Regions from separate parts of the Danio rerio genome. Here region 1 is linked to region 2. The links are chromatin contacts, called in public Hi-C maps. All regions are on one chromosome and are shown on one strand. Each heading gives the region's core, a stretch centred on a gene start, on an enhancer-like site or on the middle of the called end of the contact. The rest is flanking DNA. Distances are from core to core; before and after follow the strand shown. Region 1 overlaps si:dkey-238i5.2. Region 2 overlaps nacc1b (nucleus accumbens associated 1, BEN and BTB (POZ) domain containing b).

Region 1 (3,435 bases), core at 861-3,360, 95 kb after region 2:
ACTCAAAGAGAGCAGCTTGACCAGGATGAGAGAGCAGAGCGAACAAATGAACCTGTTCAACAGCAGGTTTCTAGATTTTTTTGACATCATTTCAAAATTATATCATTTCAAATGCATGTAATAGGTGATATGGTGGCTCAGTAAGTAGCACTGTCGCCTCACAGCAAGAAGGCCATTGGTTCGAGCCCCGGCTCAGTTCACATTTCTGTGTAGAGTTTGCATGTTCTCCCTGTGTTTGTGTGGGTTTCCTCTGGTTGCTCCGGTTTTCCCACTGTCCAAAGACATGCGGTAAAGGTAAATTACATAAGCTGTTGACCGTGAATGAGTGTGGATGGGTGTTTCCCAGTACTGGGTTGCAGTTAGAAGGGGGACTTTTAAAATATGATTTTTAAAATAATATTGTGAGTGTATTTATGTCATGTGAGGGACGCTGAACGCTTAGTAGCTTGTAGCATGTCGCTTAGTGGGCCGTGTGTGCACAGAGTAACTGTGCTTCAAATGTTAGGAGTTTGAATCTAGACAAATACTCTGAAATTATTTAATGTATTAATTTATGTATTTTAATAATGTTAACTTTTATGACTAAAGCTCTGTTCACAAAGTTTTCATTTGGATGTCTGACCAATGTTAAAACAAAACACATTACAAGAGCACAGCATTTAAAAATGAATGTCTATATAGCTGCATGTTATACCCTGGATTCAAACCCATTATTTCTGCATGCTAGCCTGGAACTCTCACTGCTCCACTAAGTCATCTGAAACTTCAACTTTACAATATGGGGTATAATTCCTCAATTTGCTTAACTGTTTCTTTGCTGGAGCTGTTCCAGAGCAATACATAATAAATGACCACTAGGTATCAGTAAAGACGAGTTTCGAAACGTTTAGAAGCTTCGAATCATTTGCTTCAACTGTTTCAGTGTTTCACGAAGCCTCACTTTGCCCACCACAAAAGTCAACAGGGTCAAACAGGTACATGCAGAGCAATCCAAAATCGTTGTCAAAGAACAGGCGAATTGTCGGTACAGGCAGCAGTGAATCTAAACAAAGGTTGAATACACAGCTAGGCTAAACAAGGAAAAAACACATTGTTATGCTCACAGATAAACAAGACTCAGCAAAGTCTCTGTGTGTGCGCTGAATATATAATCTGTGTAATCCGTCCTTGAGCAGCTCCCAGCTGTGTGTGTAATCAAAGGAGAACTGGAACAGGTGTGTGTGTGGTGCATGACAGGATTTGTAGTGCGAGTGAAAGTGAATGTTCTCAAGCAATCTATGAGTCTTAGATCGTTGGTTATTAATTTTCTAACCCCTGTGGGATAGACAATGAATTTAATTTAATTATTTTAGTTTAATTTTATTTAATTTTATTTAATTTTATTTAATTTTGTTTTATTTTATTTTATTTTATTTTATTTTATTTTATTTTATTTTATTTTATTTTATTTTATTTTATTTTATGAGAATCATGCTTTTTTAAACTGATGCTATGTGCATCCCTCATTTATAAATCAAATGTTTTTATTTTAAATACATACAAATATAACAATTTAAAATTGGGCAATATGTTTTTTTTATTATTTAAAACAAATTAGAATTTATGTAAAATATTTTTCCTGTGTTTTACATTTTGATTGCATCTATGTTTCCTTGTTTAGGCTGTTCCTTTCAAAAATCCTGTCTGCTTTTTAAATGGAGAGGTCAAAGGAAGTACTATTGAAACACAGCCATCTCACAACAACTTGGAGCAACAGATTGGAAAGCATGATGGAAGCGTGTCCAGTGGGGTTAGTCAAGAGCCCTGTGTTTCAAAGACATCCCTAGGTTCAAGCATCTGTCTCATTTTGAGCTTTGATGAACAGTCTTCAGGCATCAACCAAGTGACAAAGCAATGGTCACCCAACAACAACAACGAAATACAAGAAGAGTCAACAAGCAGTGTCCAGACAGACATACATCAACCACAGGACAAAAACTCAGCACAAACACAACCGTCACAAGAATTGCTTCAGGCCAAATGGATGAATGAATCAGTCATGACTAAAGAGACAAAACAAATGACATCTTGTGGGAATCTTGAGCAAAACAAAAACCAAGGGAAACCAGTCCGGTCACCAAGCAAACAGAAAACATCAAGACTAAGTAACACTGAATCATCATTTTGTAACCACCTAACAGAGAATTTGCACTCCGCCATCCAATCTAATCTGCAGTTATTACCAGACACTGATCCCGTATCAGTCATACATCCAACCCAAAACCCTCAATCACCGTGCAACAACCAAGAATGGAGACAAAAATCAGCACGCGACAATCCTGAAACAAACCAAAGTGACGACCACCTGCGGCACGAAGTGGCAGCGGAAGTCACTCACAGAGTAAGTAAGACTTCAAAACGCGTGTTAACTTCAGACACATTCCAGTCTAAGCTCAAAGCTTGCACACAAACCAGACATGCATGTGCTTATTATTCTCCCTGCTCTGTACATCCTGTCCCATGTGGTAAAACAATGACCTCATGATTAATTTTCCATGGCGTGGCTTTGAAATGCCTCCTGGTGGTGTGCATCGAAATAATGCACTGTGAAGCCTGCACATGCCATATAGGATTTATTAACTTGGCATGCAATCATATTAGTCATGCTATGGCTATTGCCTTCACAGCTGTGTATGTACTGTATGCATTTAAGAGCCATAACATTTATTCGATTACAACTGTGTGTGGGCTGTTATCAACTAGAGCCTGTACCATGAAGCCAGATTAGCTGGCTACCAAGTTAAGTTTCGGTTTAGTTTTGCACCAGCCTTTAGATTAGGTACTATGAAGGCATCTTGACTTCAATCACTTTTTTTGCCATTGTAACACCACTAACTTGCTCAAGCACAGGTTATGTTCTGGTCGGGGCTGGATTTATCAAAGGGCATTATGGGGACAGGCCCAGTGGCCCGTGTGCACTTGGGGCTCCTGCAAGAGGCGAAAAACGCAGATTGTGTAGTGTCTGTTTAGGCTAAGTGCAAATAGCACACCTAGTTGGAATGAGCAATTAGATTAATTCTGGCCCATCACCGTTTGATTAACAGACACAACATAACTAAAGAGAGCGGCAAACAGCAGCATGAGTGGTGTGGCTTGTACAGCACATGGCAACATGTTTTGACATGATCGATCATGATCGATCTGATGAACTTACTCTTCTTTTTTACCCCCACTACTTATCAGATTTTGCCTACTCTTCATCACGAGGAAGACAAGTAGGAATCAAGTGTGTGTATTATGGAGGACTCAGATTCATAGAACTGAACTGGATTAAAGATGTTATATCCGAATCATATGTATTATAAATTTGTAGAAGTTATACATTAAAAATACCCTTAAATGTAAATGTTAGTATTTTTTTTCAAAGTGTGCTTTAAATGCTTTAAAAATAAGTTA
Region 2 (3,208 bases), core at 518-3,017:
ACAGTTTCAGCTTTAATTTTTTACTGATGAAAAAAAAATAAATCTTGAATGTTCCTCCATTTTGGTGGAGCTGCACTTCCGTGGATCACCCATAATGGTCCCGTGAAGTGCTTTGAAATATGCATTTTTTATTAAATTAAACATTAACGTAATTTTAACTGAAAAAAAAACATGAGATAGGGTGGGACATAGCTCCTTCCCTTTTAAAGCCTTAGCCAATAGCATTATGTTTTATTACAGCTCTGCCAGTGAGAGTGGTTGAGCTCAAGCCAATCAAATGATGGCTGTTTCTCAATTGCAAGAACGCAGAGATTGAACTTGCGTTCATGTGGAGAGCAGTCTTGCCAGATCACCCTGGAAGAACTAACTCTGGAGATCGCGAAAACAGAAACGCATCCTGTGAGAAATGAAATGCTGCGTTCTTCCTGATGGTTACGTATTTAAAATAGGAAAATTATTTAAACATTACAGCATTTATTCATTTATTGTTTTCCCCTTTTCAAAATATATAAAATGCACAAAAACTTTACAAATGTACAGTGAACAATACACATAAAACAGATTTTAACATGAATTTCAGCAAATAAACACCCTTAAGGCGGTTAAGCCTTTAGTAAGATTTTCATGGTAATGTTTACTCTGAATGTTTCATTTAGGGAAACTCCTGAGATAAATAAGTTATATCTCTAAACTTTAATAATAAATCTATTTAAAACGCTACGCTTCACACCTCTTTAATTCAGCCGCAATGACTTCTTTGATTTCTCAAGCAAGTTTTGCTCTCAAGTATGCATTGACGCATCCTCGATATCAAGAACACAGGAACTTCCAACATTCTCCGTTCTTGCGATCTTGAGTTTTGGAACTGACCTTTTGCAGTTGATGATGACCATATTGAAAAACAGCCAAAAAGCATCTTAAAGGGGGCATGTCAGATACTAGAGAGCATTTGATTGGTCACAATTTGATGAGAAAATGTAGTATGAGGTGATGAGGGGAAAAAATCTTTGATCGATTTAAGCGGAAGTGACAAACTACAAGCTTTACATGTTTATATTTGATTTAGATCTTCTAAACACAAATTTTGTCACTTTTTTTGGAGCACACTAGCTAATAGTTGTCCTTAAAACTAAAATATTTAAAAATTATTTAATTTCACATAAGCTTTAACAGTAACCTTGCATATTAATCTGTATATCCTGCATTTTAACCTTAATAAGTGTTCTACTACCACTCCTCATTAACCTGCCTGGTATGCTGAACATGTCCCACAAACTGCAATGTCATGACTTCTTAATTCGTAAAATCTACATCGTATAAAGCGCTATAGAAAAAAGCGTGACTGAATTGATGTTCCCAGGGTGAGCAAAATAACAGGAAATAATAATCATTGCGTGAACTCTTTCATTTTAATTTCATGGTAATACCACAGTGAAGAAACAAAACTAATTGAGCCAAACCAGACTAGGAGTCAGTGCGAGATGAATATTTGTTTAATCAAAGCGTACAATTTGATGCCTCCATTTGGGAAATGGCTGACTGCACCAGTTGTGTGTTTAAACGTGTGTGTGTGTGTGTGTGTGTGTGTGTGTGTGTGTGTGTGTGTGCGTGTGTGCGTGTGTGCGTGTGTGCGTGTGTGCGTGTGTGCGTGTGTGTGTGTGTGTGTGAGTGTGTGCATATCCATCTCCTCAGCAATACATTCCCTCCCCTCTCTGCTTGCGTCTGCACTGTACGTCTCTCTCTCTCTCTGAGTCAGACGAAAACAAACACAGCTCTCTGATCTCTGCATACACACATACCAAACACCCACCCACCCGTTAACCCACACATACTCCACACACACACACACACACACACACACACACACACACCAACACCACCCACACACACTCTCTATCAGACATGCATTTGGCACACAAAAGCCAGACTCGCACACATTAGAGCACGTTCGCATAAACAAATGCACACACATTAAAAGCATGCCTTTGGCGCACGCTCTCGCTTTCCTGTCAGCCTCCTCGCATGAATGCACAGACATTAGCATACAAGTCTCCAAAAATGGAAATGAAAAAGAGGCTCAAAAGTAGCACGCATGCATGCATACATACAGACTCATCCAGGCATTTTCTGTGCACTGCCTTCCCACCATTTCTGTCTGCCACAGACACCCGAGCACCAACTTTCACTCTTTAAGGCAGTGCCGAACAGTCTGGTTCAGATTTTCTGTGCAAATATCTCATTCTCATCCCATCGTACTGTGATTAAGACTTGGTGCAGTCTCTCAGGATCGTACCACGTGGCTAAGAGGTAAAAACAGCTCATGTCTGGCCCAGTGCAGTCTATTGACAGACTTCGGCTGCCATTTTTCAAAAGTAACTTTGGGATAATTCACTCAAAATTCGAAGTTTAGAAATATAAGTTTTGTGGGCTTTCTGCTATTAGATATTCAGTTTCGAAGTCTAGCACTTGCATATTGTGCATCAGTGCAAATATCTACAATGGTCATGTTTATTTTGCAGTCTTTAAAACTAGGGGGGGAAGCTGTGGTGGTAAACTAGACACTGCGAAAAAAGAACATTTGTTGGTTGCACTTTGTATTCAGAAATATAAAAATGTTTATCATACAAGCACTAATAACCAGTCTCTCCAGGATTTTGTGACCCCAATATATCTTGAGGTCAAATATATAAATAAAATTGTGTATTTTTTACAGCAAAACCCATGAATTGCAGCTTATAATGGCAACATTTGAGGAAAGTTGTGAGAAAATCAGTGATTGTAGGCTGCATATATTAAAAATAGTCCCTGCAAAATCCTGAAGAGACTGTATAACATAAGGAATTTAAAAGGAATAATTTTCCAAGAATTAAATTTGAATAATTGTCATTATATATTAGATATTTTAAGTAATATTTTTGTCCGTGCGATGGAAAGCCAATGGCTAAGTTTACATGAACACCAATAATCCTATTTTAATTTGATTAAGACAATACTCTGATGAAGAATCTACCATGCCTATATGCCTATTTTAGTCGCATTATTAAAGTGCAGTATAGACATGTAAACACTGCAATCAAACTGTTACCGTCATGTAGGATCTTCGCCGCATTTTGCGACAGGATAGTCTGTACAAGCACATCTCTTTGACACTATTCTTTGCACCTACCCAGTCAGTGAGGAAAAACAGATACCTTCATCATGAAATGTG

What was found. A called contact is a pair of places that touch in the nucleus more often than the background predicts.
Region 1: a contact with region 2 is called in a Hi-C map of embryo, with 1.8 times the contacts expected there. The contact joins two enhancer-like sites. A contact is called at or near these places in 5 of 18 Hi-C or Micro-C datasets (caudal fin, embryo, hematopoietic stem cells and 1 more) and 1 of 4 datasets of contacts at active chromatin or transcription factors (caudal fin).

The regions. Positions count from the first base shown.
Region 1 is chr11:33,561,526-33,564,960 of GRCz12tu, forward strand. It overlaps si:dkey-238i5.2, which reads left to right. Exons shown (of 19, transcript XR_012387222.1): 16 at 1-66; 17 at 1,661-2,380. Among named protein-coding and RNA genes, the nearest start is that of si:dkey-238i5.2, 26 kb to the left of the region's middle. Within about 2 kb of position 2,111, at least 5 of the 62 cell types and tissues checked have an H3K27ac peak or open chromatin away from gene starts, as enhancers often do.
Region 2 is chr11:33,466,649-33,469,856 of GRCz12tu, forward strand. The region is part of intron 5 of nacc1b (nucleus accumbens associated 1, BEN and BTB (POZ) domain containing b); the gene reads right to left. Among named protein-coding and RNA genes, the nearest start is that of trmt1, 20 kb to the right of the region's middle. Within about 2 kb of position 1,768, at least 28 of the 62 cell types and tissues checked have an H3K27ac peak or open chromatin away from gene starts, as enhancers often do.